2 separate regions of the Oryctolagus cuniculus genome follow, and region 1 is linked to region 2. A link is a contact called in public Micro-C data. All regions are on one chromosome and are shown on one strand. Each heading gives the region's core, a stretch centred on a gene start, on an enhancer-like site or on the middle of the called end of the contact. The rest is flanking DNA. Distances are from core to core; before and after follow the strand shown. Region 1 holds the start of NUBP1 (NUBP iron-sulfur cluster assembly factor 1, cytosolic). Region 2 holds the start of SOCS1 (suppressor of cytokine signaling 1).

Region 1 (5,552 bases), core at 2,559-5,058, 400 kb before region 2:
CAGACACCGGACTGGAGGCCTTGAAGGACAGTGCCCCCAGTGAGGTGGGTGACAGGTGAGGCGAGTCCCCCTCGCCCCAGCCAAGTACATAGAGAGAGCTTTTAGCCAGGGCACAGGAGGATTGGAGCAGAGAGCCCTGACCTCCGGGGAAGGGGCTGGAGCTGGGAGGGCGGCTGCCTGGGAGGCTGAGTGTGCAGGGCGGGGAGCCCTCAGCCTCCAGCGAAACTGATAAGTGCGTGTGGGATGGTGGGAGCACCCCTAAAGACAAAAGGCACCATCCCCAGAACAGGCTGGGAGTAGCTCCTGATCCCACGGACCACAGTGGACAACCTCCTAATCCACGCAGCGCCAAGTCAGATACTAGGAAGGGCAGCATTAGCTCCAGACTTAGGCCACCTGGCCCCACCTGGCAAAGCTTAGCAGCAAGTCTTACAGAAAGGTCTCCAAGTAAATCAGCTGTGTCCTAAAAAAAAAAATTATAAAACGACGTTTTCGGCACTCAGTAAGGCAAAATTCACAATGACTGGCATTGGATGGAAAATTGGCAGACATGCAAAGAAGCCACAAAATACAACCCTTAATGGGGGGTGGGATCAATGATACCGAAACAGAATTGTGCTAGTAATGAGTTAGAAAGTTATGGGGGGGGGGGGGGCACCCGGCTCAGGGATTAAGCTGCTCGCATCACATCCCGTATCAGAGCCCTGTTGGATTCCTCACTCTGCTCCCCATCCAGCTCCTTGCTAACGCACACCCCATGGGGCAGCAGGTGATGACTCAAGTGCTTGGGCCCCTGCCACCCACTTGGAAGGCCCGGAGGGAATTCCTGATTCCCGGCTTCAGCTTGGTCCAGCCATGGCTGTCACAAGCATTTGGGGAGTGAACCAGGGATGGAAGATCTATCCTTCCTCTCCCCCCACCCCGCCCCAGTCACTCTGCCTTTCAAATAAATAAGTCTTTTTTAAGAAAGAATTCTAGTTTATAATAAATATGTATCTTATTTTTGAATTCAATTACATGCTAAGTGCCTGCTGTGTATAAAATCCCTTATTAGATATTTTTTACTGGATCCAAAGGCAGAAAAATTCTCTACTTACTTCCTGATTGCCTTCATCATAAGTAGGGGAAGATCGCCCCCTAATGGTGCAATCCAGGAACAGCAGGTGCCTCCTGTGTGTGTTAACCGTCATCTCACAGGACGCTGGGACTGCCTGCACCTGTTTCCAATGTCCCTGTCCCGCTGAATCAGCACCAGGTTTTCAGCCAGTTTGGCCCAGGTTCTAGTTTTGTTTCATCTACTAATCTACCGTGTGATTGGGTGACTTTTCCCACACAGGCCTCAGATCCCCACTTGTAAATGCGGGTGAAGGATGTGATCTCTGAACTACACCCCTGAGTTTACTCAAACACAAACATGGATTGCAGCTCTGCCCTCTGGGAGCTCTGGGCGCCGTGAAACACATTCAATGATTTTATCCCCCCAGCAACCTCGTGCAGAAAATGCTTTTATCTCCTTATTTTACAGATGAGCAAGCTGAGGCTTGGAGACATGAATGATTTGCCCGGTGTGGTTCTGCTCATAAGCACGAGGCAGCATCTGCACGTGTCTGGCTCCAGAGCGTGAGCTATAAACCCCAGTGCATCTGCTCACCCGCCTCACCTGTCCCCACGAGGCACTCTTGGTGCCATGGGGAGACTGAGCTTAAAAACACGCCCAGACCCCACCCCCAAGACCGCGACTGAATTGGTGTGTGCGAGGACCCGGCATGCTTTGAAACTCCAGGTGATTATAATGTGCAGCTGGGTTAGAACACCCTGCTGGGGGTGGGGGTGGGGGTGGGGGTGGGGGTGGGGGTGGGCATTCGGCACAGAGGCTAAGACACCACTTGGGGGGCTGGCGCTGTGGCGTAGCAGGTAAAGCCTCCACCTGCAGTGCCGCCATCCCATATGAGCACCGGTTCAAGTCCTGGCTGCTCCGCTTCCGATCCCGCTCTCTGTTTTGACCTGGGAAGGCAGTAGATGTCCCAAGTGCTTGGGCCCCTGCACCCTCGTGGGAGACTGGAAGAAATTCCTGACTCTTGGTTTCGGGTCGGCCCAGTTCCAGCTGTTGCAGCTACTTGGGGAGTGAACCAGCAGATGGACGATCCCCCCCCCCCCCGCCTCTGCTTCTATGGAACTCTGCCTTTCAAATAAATAAATAAATCTTAAAAAAAGAAACCCACTTGGACATACGCATCCCACATCAGAGTGCTTCAGCTCAAGTCCTGGCTCTGATCCTAATTCCAGCTTCCTGCTGAGGCGCACCTGGGAGACAGCAGAGATGGCTTGAGTACTTGAGTCCCTGGCTCACGTGAGAGCCCTGGACTGGGTTCCTAGCTTCTGGCATTGGGCTGGCTTGGCTCTGTCTGTTGCAGGCATTTGAGAAGTGAACCAGCAGATGAAAGCGCTCTTGTTCACTCGCTCGCTCGCTCGCTCTCCCTCCCTTTCAAATAAATAAAAAGAAGCCTTGCTATAGAAAGTATGCGCACTTGTCTTCGTGCAGATTAAACTTCAAACATTTCAGGAGTATAAACACACTTTAAAAATGGACAGACTTTGTTTTTAGAACAGTTTTAGGCAAACAGAAAACTTAAGCAGAAAGTTCAAAGAATCCCCACATAATCCCCTTCTCTCCCTTGCTTTCCTCTGTTGTTACCATCTTGCGTCAGTGTCGATGAACCAAGGGCAGAAGGCTGGATTAACTGAAGTCCACAGTTCAGTTTACCTTAGGGGTCGCTCTGGCCAGTGTACATGCTACAGGATCTGACAAGTGTACAATGACATGAACACGCTGTGACAACATCACACATGGTACTTTCACTGCCCTAAAAACCCTCTGCCCTCCAACTACTCCTCTCTCCTGCCCTCTCCCTCTCCCCAAACTCCTGGCAACCACTGATCTTTTCGCCGTCTATATAGTTTTGCAAATTTATTTTTTAATTAAAAATGTTTTTAGGGGCCAGCTCTGTGGCCTAGTAAGTTAAGCTTCTGCCTGTGACACCAGCATCCCGTATGGGTATCAATCCAGTTCCCTGCTGATGGCTTGGGAAAGATTTTCCAAATGCCTGCCCTGCACCAGCATGGGAGAGACCTGGAAGCAGCTCCTGGCTCCTGGTTTCGTGTCACCCCAGCTCCAGCCATTGAGGATACTTGGGGAGTGAACCAGTGGATGGAAGACCTCTCTCTGTTTCTCCCTCTCTCTGCCTAACAAGTAAATAAATCTTTATAATTTTTTTTTTCAATTTAATTGAAAGACAAAAAAAAAAAAAAAGAGCTCTTTTGCTGGTTCTCTCTCCAGATGCCTGCAACAGCTGAGGCCAAAGCCAGGAGCCTAGAACTCAACCTGGGTCTCCCACATGGGTGGCAGGGACCCAGACACTAGAGCCATCCTCTGCTGCCTCCCAGGGTGCACATCGGCAGAAAGCTGGCATCAGAAGCGGATCCAGGACTCTAACATGGAACATGGGTTCCCAAGTGGCATCCTAATGCTATGACAAATACCTGTCCCCAAAATTTATTTTTGAAATCATTTTTACATTTAGCTGCTTGAGTCTTCTGGTACTTAATTCTGTAAATTTCAAGCAATAACTTTTTTTAATTTTGTAGTTTTACCATCTTCAACTGGGGAGACTAAAGTAATAATTTCTTTCAAGCTCACAGAACTAAGTATCATGGGCAATTTGCACAAAATTTCCAGTGCAGATTTTTATTGTTTGGAGTGCTCATACTCAGGAGGATACGGAATAGAAACGCAAACTCAGACTTTTTTAAATTATTTATTTATTTATTTGATACAGTTACAGAGAGAGAAAGAGATCTTCCATCCATTGGTTCACTCCTCAGATGGCCACAATGGCCAGGGTTGGGCCAGGCCACAGCCAAGAGCCAGGAGCTTCATCCGTGACTCCCACGTGGGTGGCAGGTGCCCAAACACTTGGGCCATCTTCCACTGTTTTTCCCAGGCCATTAGCAGGGAGCTGGATCAGAAGTGGAGCAGCCGGGACTTGAACCAGCACCCACAGGGGATGCCACCATTTCTTTTTTTTTTTTTTTCCAGACATAGCTCTACCCACTATGCCACAGCGCTGGCCCCCACAGTCAGACTTTGGAACACATGTATCGGGAAAGGAGAGGACAATGAGTTCCATGGGCCAGGAATGGCTCTGTGAGCTGCTGCTCAACCCTCACGGGTCCCAGAGGACTGGGTAAAGGCCGGACAGGGTGGACTTCCCTGGCCGATGGGCCCGTGTAAGCCACAGAGACTTGGACCGAGGTGCCGGGGCAAAGCCAGCTGTTCAGTGGGTCGAGTTCAGGGTTCCTGGTGGCATTCAGCAAGAACTGAAGCCGGAGGATGCAAATGAGTCCAGGAGGCTACAGAACACGATGTGAAAATCAGTGCTTGTGCTGGGGCCATCAGGAGCCACTGATGGTTAATGAGCAGCAGAGTGACACAGATCGACATGTGTGGGGAGCTGGGGGCAGGGGCGTGGCGTGAGGATCGTGCAGACATCACTGTGAGGTCAAAAACGGCACTTGATACACCTGCTGGGGCCAGCAGAGTCTGTCTGCCCAGCCCTTGAACCTGGGCTGCCCCAGGGTGCTCTGAGCAACAGAACCTGATGACAGGGCTGTCAGTTCCCAGTCTCGCCCAGCTGCCCCGCAGAGGTGCTCAGGCTAGCCCACGGGGGGGGGGGGGGGGGGGAGTAGGGAGAGGGAGAGGGAGGGAGGGGGAGAGGGAGAGGGGGAGGGAAAGGGGGGAGAGGGAGGGAGGGAGAGGGGGGGAGGGGGAGAGGGACCGCATTTCTGCTTTTCCGCTCAGGCTAGGAAGGACGTGACCTCACCCCGCAGGCGAGACGGGGGTGGGCGGGGAGCGTGGGCGGGGAGCGAGGTGAGAGGTCGGGCTCCTCTGCTGGGACTCTGCAGCGTGGCACACTCACTCGTGGCTGCCCCTAACCAGGCCTCTGCACCGAGGCGTTCCAGCGGCGCCTGCGGGCTGTGCGACCCTGGGCGAGGCACTCAGCCTCTCTGGGCCCAAGGTGCTGGCCGTGGGCACCTGACACAGTACTGCTGAACAAACAGGACCCGCATCCCTGGCGCCTGGGGCGGGTGAAGTCCGATCTCTGCTCCAGGCGACGCCAAGCCCTAAGCCAGGCTGCTCGGGCCGCAACGGGCATGCGCAACACGCAGACCTTGGCCTCTGCACACCGGTCTCCACCGACCGCAGCCCGCGGGCGGAGGGAGGGTGAGAGCCAGCAGAGGCCCAAAGCCGCTGGACTCGAAGCCAAGGGAGACGGGGGCCGGCCTGAAGGGCGCAGGCTGCGTACTGGGGGCGGGGGGCTGGCCCAAGACAAACACGGTAGCTTGTTATAAAGCATCGATTAAATCGCTTAAGGCTCCAGGAAAAAGGAGAAACAACCCCGGAAGGTCGAGAGAGTTCCTTACAGAGCACCCCCGGCCCCCGCCGCGGCCAGTAACGACGCCCCCGACGTGGCACTGAGCGCCCCCCGTGGGAC
Region 2 (5,685 bases), core at 1,735-4,234:
CAGCACCGTGTAATGAAAATTTGGGTTTTAAACTTTTCTCAAAGGAGGAAGAAAAAACCCTGAACCTATTGCAGAGTGCCTGCGCGGTCCTCCCTCTCGAGATGAGGTCCCGTTTCCCCATCTGTGAAGCGGGTGCCATGCCGGCGGGCCGAATGCGTCACCTGGGCGAGCAGGGCCTGGGCGCGTACCTGCGCCACAGGTCCTGGGGTGGCCTCTGGACAGCACAGGCCGGCCACCTCGGTGGGCCCTGCGCCCTGCTCTGCCATCTGCCGGGTGGGGGCTGGCGGGGAGGATGGCACAGGGCCGCGCCGCAGCCCCTGGGCGGGGGCTGGTGCTGAGGCCTTCCCGGAGGCCGCCTTCCATCCCTGTAGGCACCGCCCCAGGCCAGACGGGGCAGCCAGTGAGGGGTGAGGAGGTGGTTCTGGAAGAGCAACAGCAGGGACGTCCCCCTCCCCTGGCCCTCCTAGAGGGGGCTGGACAGCAGCTGTGGGCTCCAGCTCTCCGGGCCACCCTCCCCTCACACCTGGAGCCGAGCCTATCAAAGCCCAGACAAGCCCAGCCCTGCAGCCCTACACGATGAGGACACTGCACCCTCAGTGCGTCCAGGCTGCTGGACACCGTGGCACGTGTCCACGAGGCCGCCTAACCTGAGAATGAATCAGTTCTCCGCCCCTCTGCCAGGCCGGCCACGGGTGCAGGAGTAGCCGTGAAAGCCGCATCCTGGGCCAGCGACCAGAGCAGCCCTGGCCTCCCCGCCTGAGCGAGGGCCCAGGCGGAGGCCTGGGGAGCCACAGGGATTTACCCAGAGCCGCCAGCAGGCCCTCGCTCTGCCGCAGACCACAGAGCCTAGTTCTGACTCCAAAGTGTGTTCACCAAAAAGTACACAGGTCCCGACGGGGCGGGAAGAAGGAAGTCCGCCCCTGCCCCTGCATCCCCGCCGTCGGCGCCCCCTCCTCCCGGCTGCCCCCACCCTCTTCCTGGAAGTTGTTGTGGTCTCAGAACCAGCGAGTTTCCTCTGTGTCACCCATCTCCGAGATCCTGGGTGGACACACACAGAAACGGCCTCGGGGCAGCCGGCCCCTCGCCTGGTTTTCTCTTCTGTGAAATGGGGCCAGGCGCCTGTGCCTCCTCGGCAGGGTGGCTCTCCACAGGACCGAGCGAGCTGCAGCCAGCAGAGCCCCCACAGGACTGGCACACAGCAGGCTGGACCACCTGCCACCCCCCCAGACCCAGGCTGCCTCCCCGGAGTCCAACCCACCGGCCTCCCAGGGACGACTCTGGCCCAAAGTACACACCGTCCAGACCTTTTTTCTTTAAAAAAAAAAAAACTTTCATAATAAAGTTTATTACCTAAACTGGCTGTAAAAAATATAAAATAGGATTCTGCACAGCAGAAAAATAAGGCCAGAGACCCTCCCCCGGCCCCTGGTTTGTGCAAAGATACTGGGTCTATGTAAACATGAAGAGGCAGGGGTGCGAGTTCAGGTCCTGGCCCCAGATCCGGTTAAATCAAGCTGCTACACCAACCAGGGGGCCCAGAGGGAGCCCCAGGAGGGGCGCGCCCACCCCCCACCGCTCCCTCCGGCCCGGCGGGAGGGCACCCATATGGTTCCAGGCAAATAATTATAATAATAATAGAAATAATACGGCGGGCACCCCCCACCCCGTTAATGCTGCCTGCACGGTAGGCGCGGCCGGTCAGATCTGGAAGGGGAAGGAGCTCAGGTAGTCGCGGAGGACGGGGTTGAGGGGGATGCGCGCCAGGTTCTCGCGGCCCACGGTGGCCACGATGCGCTGGCGGCACAGCTCCTGCAGCGGCCGCACGCGGCGCTGGCGCAGCGGGGCGCCCAGCATGCGGCGCGGCGCCGCCACGTAGTGCTCCAGCAGCTCGAAGAGGCAGTCGAAGGTCTCGCGGCTGCCGTCCAGGTGGAAGCGGCCGGCCTGGAAGTGCACGCGGATACTCGTGGGGCCCGAGGCCATCTTCACGCTGAGGGCGAAGAAGCAGTTCCGCTGGCGGCTGTCGCGCACCAGGAAGGTGCCCACGGGCTCGGCGCGCAGCCGCTCGTGCGCGCCGTGCACGCTCAGGGGCCCCCAGTAGAAGCCGCAGGCGTCGAGGAGCGCGCTGGTGCGCGTGATGCGCCGGTAGTCGGCGTGCGAGCGAAATGTACGGAAGTGCGTGTCGCCAGGGGCCGGGGCCGGGGCCGCCGGGCACGGCCGCGGGCGCGCAGGGGCCGCGGGCGAGGAGGAGGGAGAGGAGGAAGGCTCCGGCCGCCGTCGGGGCTCTGCTGCCGAGGAGACTGCATTGTCGGCTGCCACCTGGTTGTGTGCCACCATCCTACACGAGGGGCCAGCCGGAGGGGAGGGCCATAGCGTCCGGGGGTGCGCTGGTGAGGAGACAGAGGCAGTGAGCCGGCGCGGCGGCCGCGCGTGGGAAGGGGAGGCGCGCGGCTGCAGGGAGCCTCGGTGGGCTCGTCTAGAACACGGCCTTTTCAGGCACTCCGCCCGTCCAGGCACGGGGAGTGGGGGGCGGAGTCCAGCTCCGCGCGGGGCGTGGAGAGGGGTGCAGGAGAGAAGCCCGTCCCGGCTCCGGCTGTCCGGCCCGCCGCTCGCCGCCCCGCGGCCGCCGCCTGCTGGCCAGGCAGGGCACTGGCGCCCGAGCTGGGCGCGCTGGGCAAAGGCTGGAGAAAGGACTGCGCTTTGGGAACCCCGCGCGCGCGCGGGGGGCGGCCTGGGTGGGGCCGGCCGGCGGGGACCCGAGGCATGGCGGCCGTTACCCACCGAAGCCGGCCCGGCTCCCGGGCGCCCTTTTCCTCGCCTTTCCTCCCTTTTCCCTCCCGCCTCCTTGCCCAGTGCCGGGCTCACCTGGCGGCGGGGCGCGGAGCGCCGCGGGCGGGGCGGCAGGGGGCTCCGGGGCGGCTCTCGCGCATGCTCCGGGGCCGAGAGCCGTGCAGCTGCCACGGCCGCAGCTCGCTCTGCTCGGCGCCCGCCCCTGCACCAGTCTTTTAACTGGCCTGGTAGGCGGGGCTGGGCGCCGGCGGAGGCCCCGCCCCTTCGGGCCCCGCCCCGCAGGCGCCGCCCCCCTTCAGGCGCCGCTTTCGGTTTCTCTTTCCGCGGTGGCGCCCAGCTTCTCTTCCACGCTCCCGGGACACCGGGGCGTCCTCGCGCCCGTCCTGCACCCCTCTGCCGGAGGCCTCTGGCCCCACCTCCCGAATCTTCTGGGCGCTTCTCGGAAGCCCGCTTCAGAGCCGGCGTCCCCACTCCTGCCCTGCTCCCGCCGGCCCCGGGTCTCCTCCGTGCCCTGTGCGCCGCCTGCGCTGGTCCCTACACGCCCCGTCCCCCGCGGGCTCTGGGCGCCAAGGCTCTGCCCTTGGCTCCCCTGCAGGCAGCCCCCGTAGCTCTCCCCGACCTTGTGGTCCGAGCTGTCCCTGCTTGCGCTGAGGCTCGGGGAGGGGGGACCTCGCGGCTCTGCGCCCCTGTCACCCGCCCCCGGGGTCCCGCAGTGCCCAGCCCCTGCTCGCGCTTCCCAGGAAGCGGCTGCTTGACCACAGGCTTCAGAAGAACCCAGCGACGCCGGCCGCTGAGTTCCTCGGAAACCGGGCGCGGCTGGGCAAGGTCCCCAGCTGTCTCCGTCCGCTTCCGAGCGCTCCTGCTGGCGACAGCCGAGGAAACTGAGCCGCCAGGGAGGGCAGGGCAGGCCCCGATCCGGCGCCCGCTCTCCCCATCTTCATTCCGGGGAGCGGGGCAGCTGGGTACCTTCAGACTGCACTGTGAAAGGCAGTTTTCCAGTGGGAAAACGGGGCCTTTTCAGGTGTGCGGGCTCCAAGCCTCTGGGTACCTGGGCCTCCCCTCCCCGCAGCCACTTCGCAGAGCGCTGCACTTCACAGTCCGCCCCCTCCCCAAACGCACAGCCGCATCCTGGGCTGGATATGGGGGGCGGGGGTAGGGCTGTGATTTGTGCAGGTGTGTGATTTAGTGACTCTGTCGGGCAAAGCCACGGACAGGAGGGGTCCCAAGGAAGGCCCCCAGGCTGGGGGCTTGGTGACCGCCTCCCGCTGGCACACACTGCCCTCTGCAGGCGGCTCTCGGGCTGCAGCCCAGATGGCTCCTCTCCTGGAAGCTGGGCCCTCCTTCCCGCCTCCCTGCTGGCGCAATCCCCCAAGCACAGGCCAATCCTGTGTTTCCTCCTGGACACGACCCACCGGGTCTGGCCCAGACACAAGCCGGTGAGGAGCCCCATCAGCTCCTGGAGGTTGTGTGTGTCTGAGGCTGGTGGTGGTCTGTGGTGTGCCCATCCGTGTGATCCCGGGTGTGTGTGTGTGTTTGTGCACACGCACGCGCGCAGGCACACGTGCAAGGGGACCAGAGAGAAGATGCAGAGCCGTGCATATGCCAGGGGTCCGGTGCTGTGGATGGAGCATCTGCTGGGGGGGGCGGGGGCGTAAGATACAAAGCTCGGTCAGAGTTCAAAGCTCGTCTCTGGGCCCAGACCCAGTTCCAGTGCTGCTGCTCTCCAGCCTTGCGGCCCCGTGCCTGTGACGAAGCTGTCTGCTGGAGACGGGTGAGAATGGAGGGGCTAGCCGATGGCGAGTGACTGTGCGTCGGGTGCTCACCCCAGGGGCCGCACGCACATGCTTCGTCCTTTGTGTTTTCCTAGTCCTGCCCCAGGGGCATGGCTGAGGGGGCAGATGGGTGCTTCTGGGGGTAAACCAGACCCCCTTCTCACCTGAGCTGGGGACAGGTGGTCCAGGGCCAGAAGAGGCAGCCAGGCAGGGCGGGCTCCTGAGCTTGCGGCGCTCACTGGTGCACAGAGCTCTGTACGTAGCTAATGGCCCATACGCCCATCCTGTCCCCTGTGGTGGCCTCAGTGGCTGCTTGAGAGCTACCCCCTATGCTGGGGACTGGGACCACCCCCTCTTGTCCCTCCCACTCCCTGGTGTCTCCCACCCATCCCATGCACCCTTGCCTTCATCTGCTGTGACCGCTTGGCCAAAGCTGACTGTGCTCACTGCTTTACATCCTGAGATCATCGAATTGACATCAGAATCCAGTTGACCCATTGCACAGAGAGGAAAACTGAGACTCAGAGGAGGGAGTCACTTGCTTAAGGACACACAGCTCAGAAGGGCTGAGCAGGGACTCAAGTCAGGCTATCTGACCCCACACTGCTCGCCCTTGCCCTTTGCGGTAGTCTCATTCTCCACTCCCCCGTTCCTGGTGGTCCCCATCCTGGCATGTCTGCTGGAAAAGCAGTGGACACCGAATACCCCAGACAGACCCCCCGGGCCCTGAGCTGACCGCGAGGGGCGCGCAGGGCTGCCGGCTTCCCTGCAGTTTATCACGCTGGGGAGGTTCCAGGTCGTGGCCTCAGCCGCGGCATTGACGTGGCTTTGGATCCTTGTGAGTCTCCGTTTCCTGGCCTGCTGAGCAGGCCTGGCCCCTGCTCCACCCGGCCAGGTTGCACAATTGCTGTGTGACAGGCACAAGCTGCTGCGTTCTCAGAGCCTCCGCTGACAGTCACGTGACTTTGCTTTCAGTTTCTGAAGTCCTGAGTTCAAAATGAAACTAAATCCAGATGCCGCAAGGGAAAAAGACATTGGCGGATTGCCAAGCATCTGTCCCCAGGCCATTGTTCCCGGAGGGGTGCCAGGCAGCGGGAACCCCTTGGGAGCTCAGACTCCAGAGCAG

What was found. Hi-C and Micro-C count contacts between places; a contact is called where the count stands out from the background.
Region 1: a contact with region 2 is called in a Micro-C map of ear pinna, with 6 times the contacts expected there. The contact joins the promoter of NUBP1 here to the promoter of SOCS1 in region 2. A contact is called at or near these places in 2 of 6 Hi-C or Micro-C datasets (ear pinna and an unstated tissue).

The regions. Positions count from the first base shown.
Region 1 is chr19:25,742,890-25,748,441 of mOryCun1.1, reverse strand. NUBP1 (NUBP iron-sulfur cluster assembly factor 1, cytosolic) reads left to right here and starts at 3,808. Exons shown (of 12, transcript XM_070065006.1): 1 at 3,808-4,704; 2 at 5,432-5,552.
Region 2 is chr19:25,345,413-25,351,097 of mOryCun1.1, reverse strand. SOCS1 (suppressor of cytokine signaling 1) reads right to left here and starts at 2,984. Exons shown (of 2, transcript XM_008257720.4): 1 at 2,863-2,984; 2 at 1,302-2,384. The coding sequence starts at 2,334. The coding sequence ends at 1,699.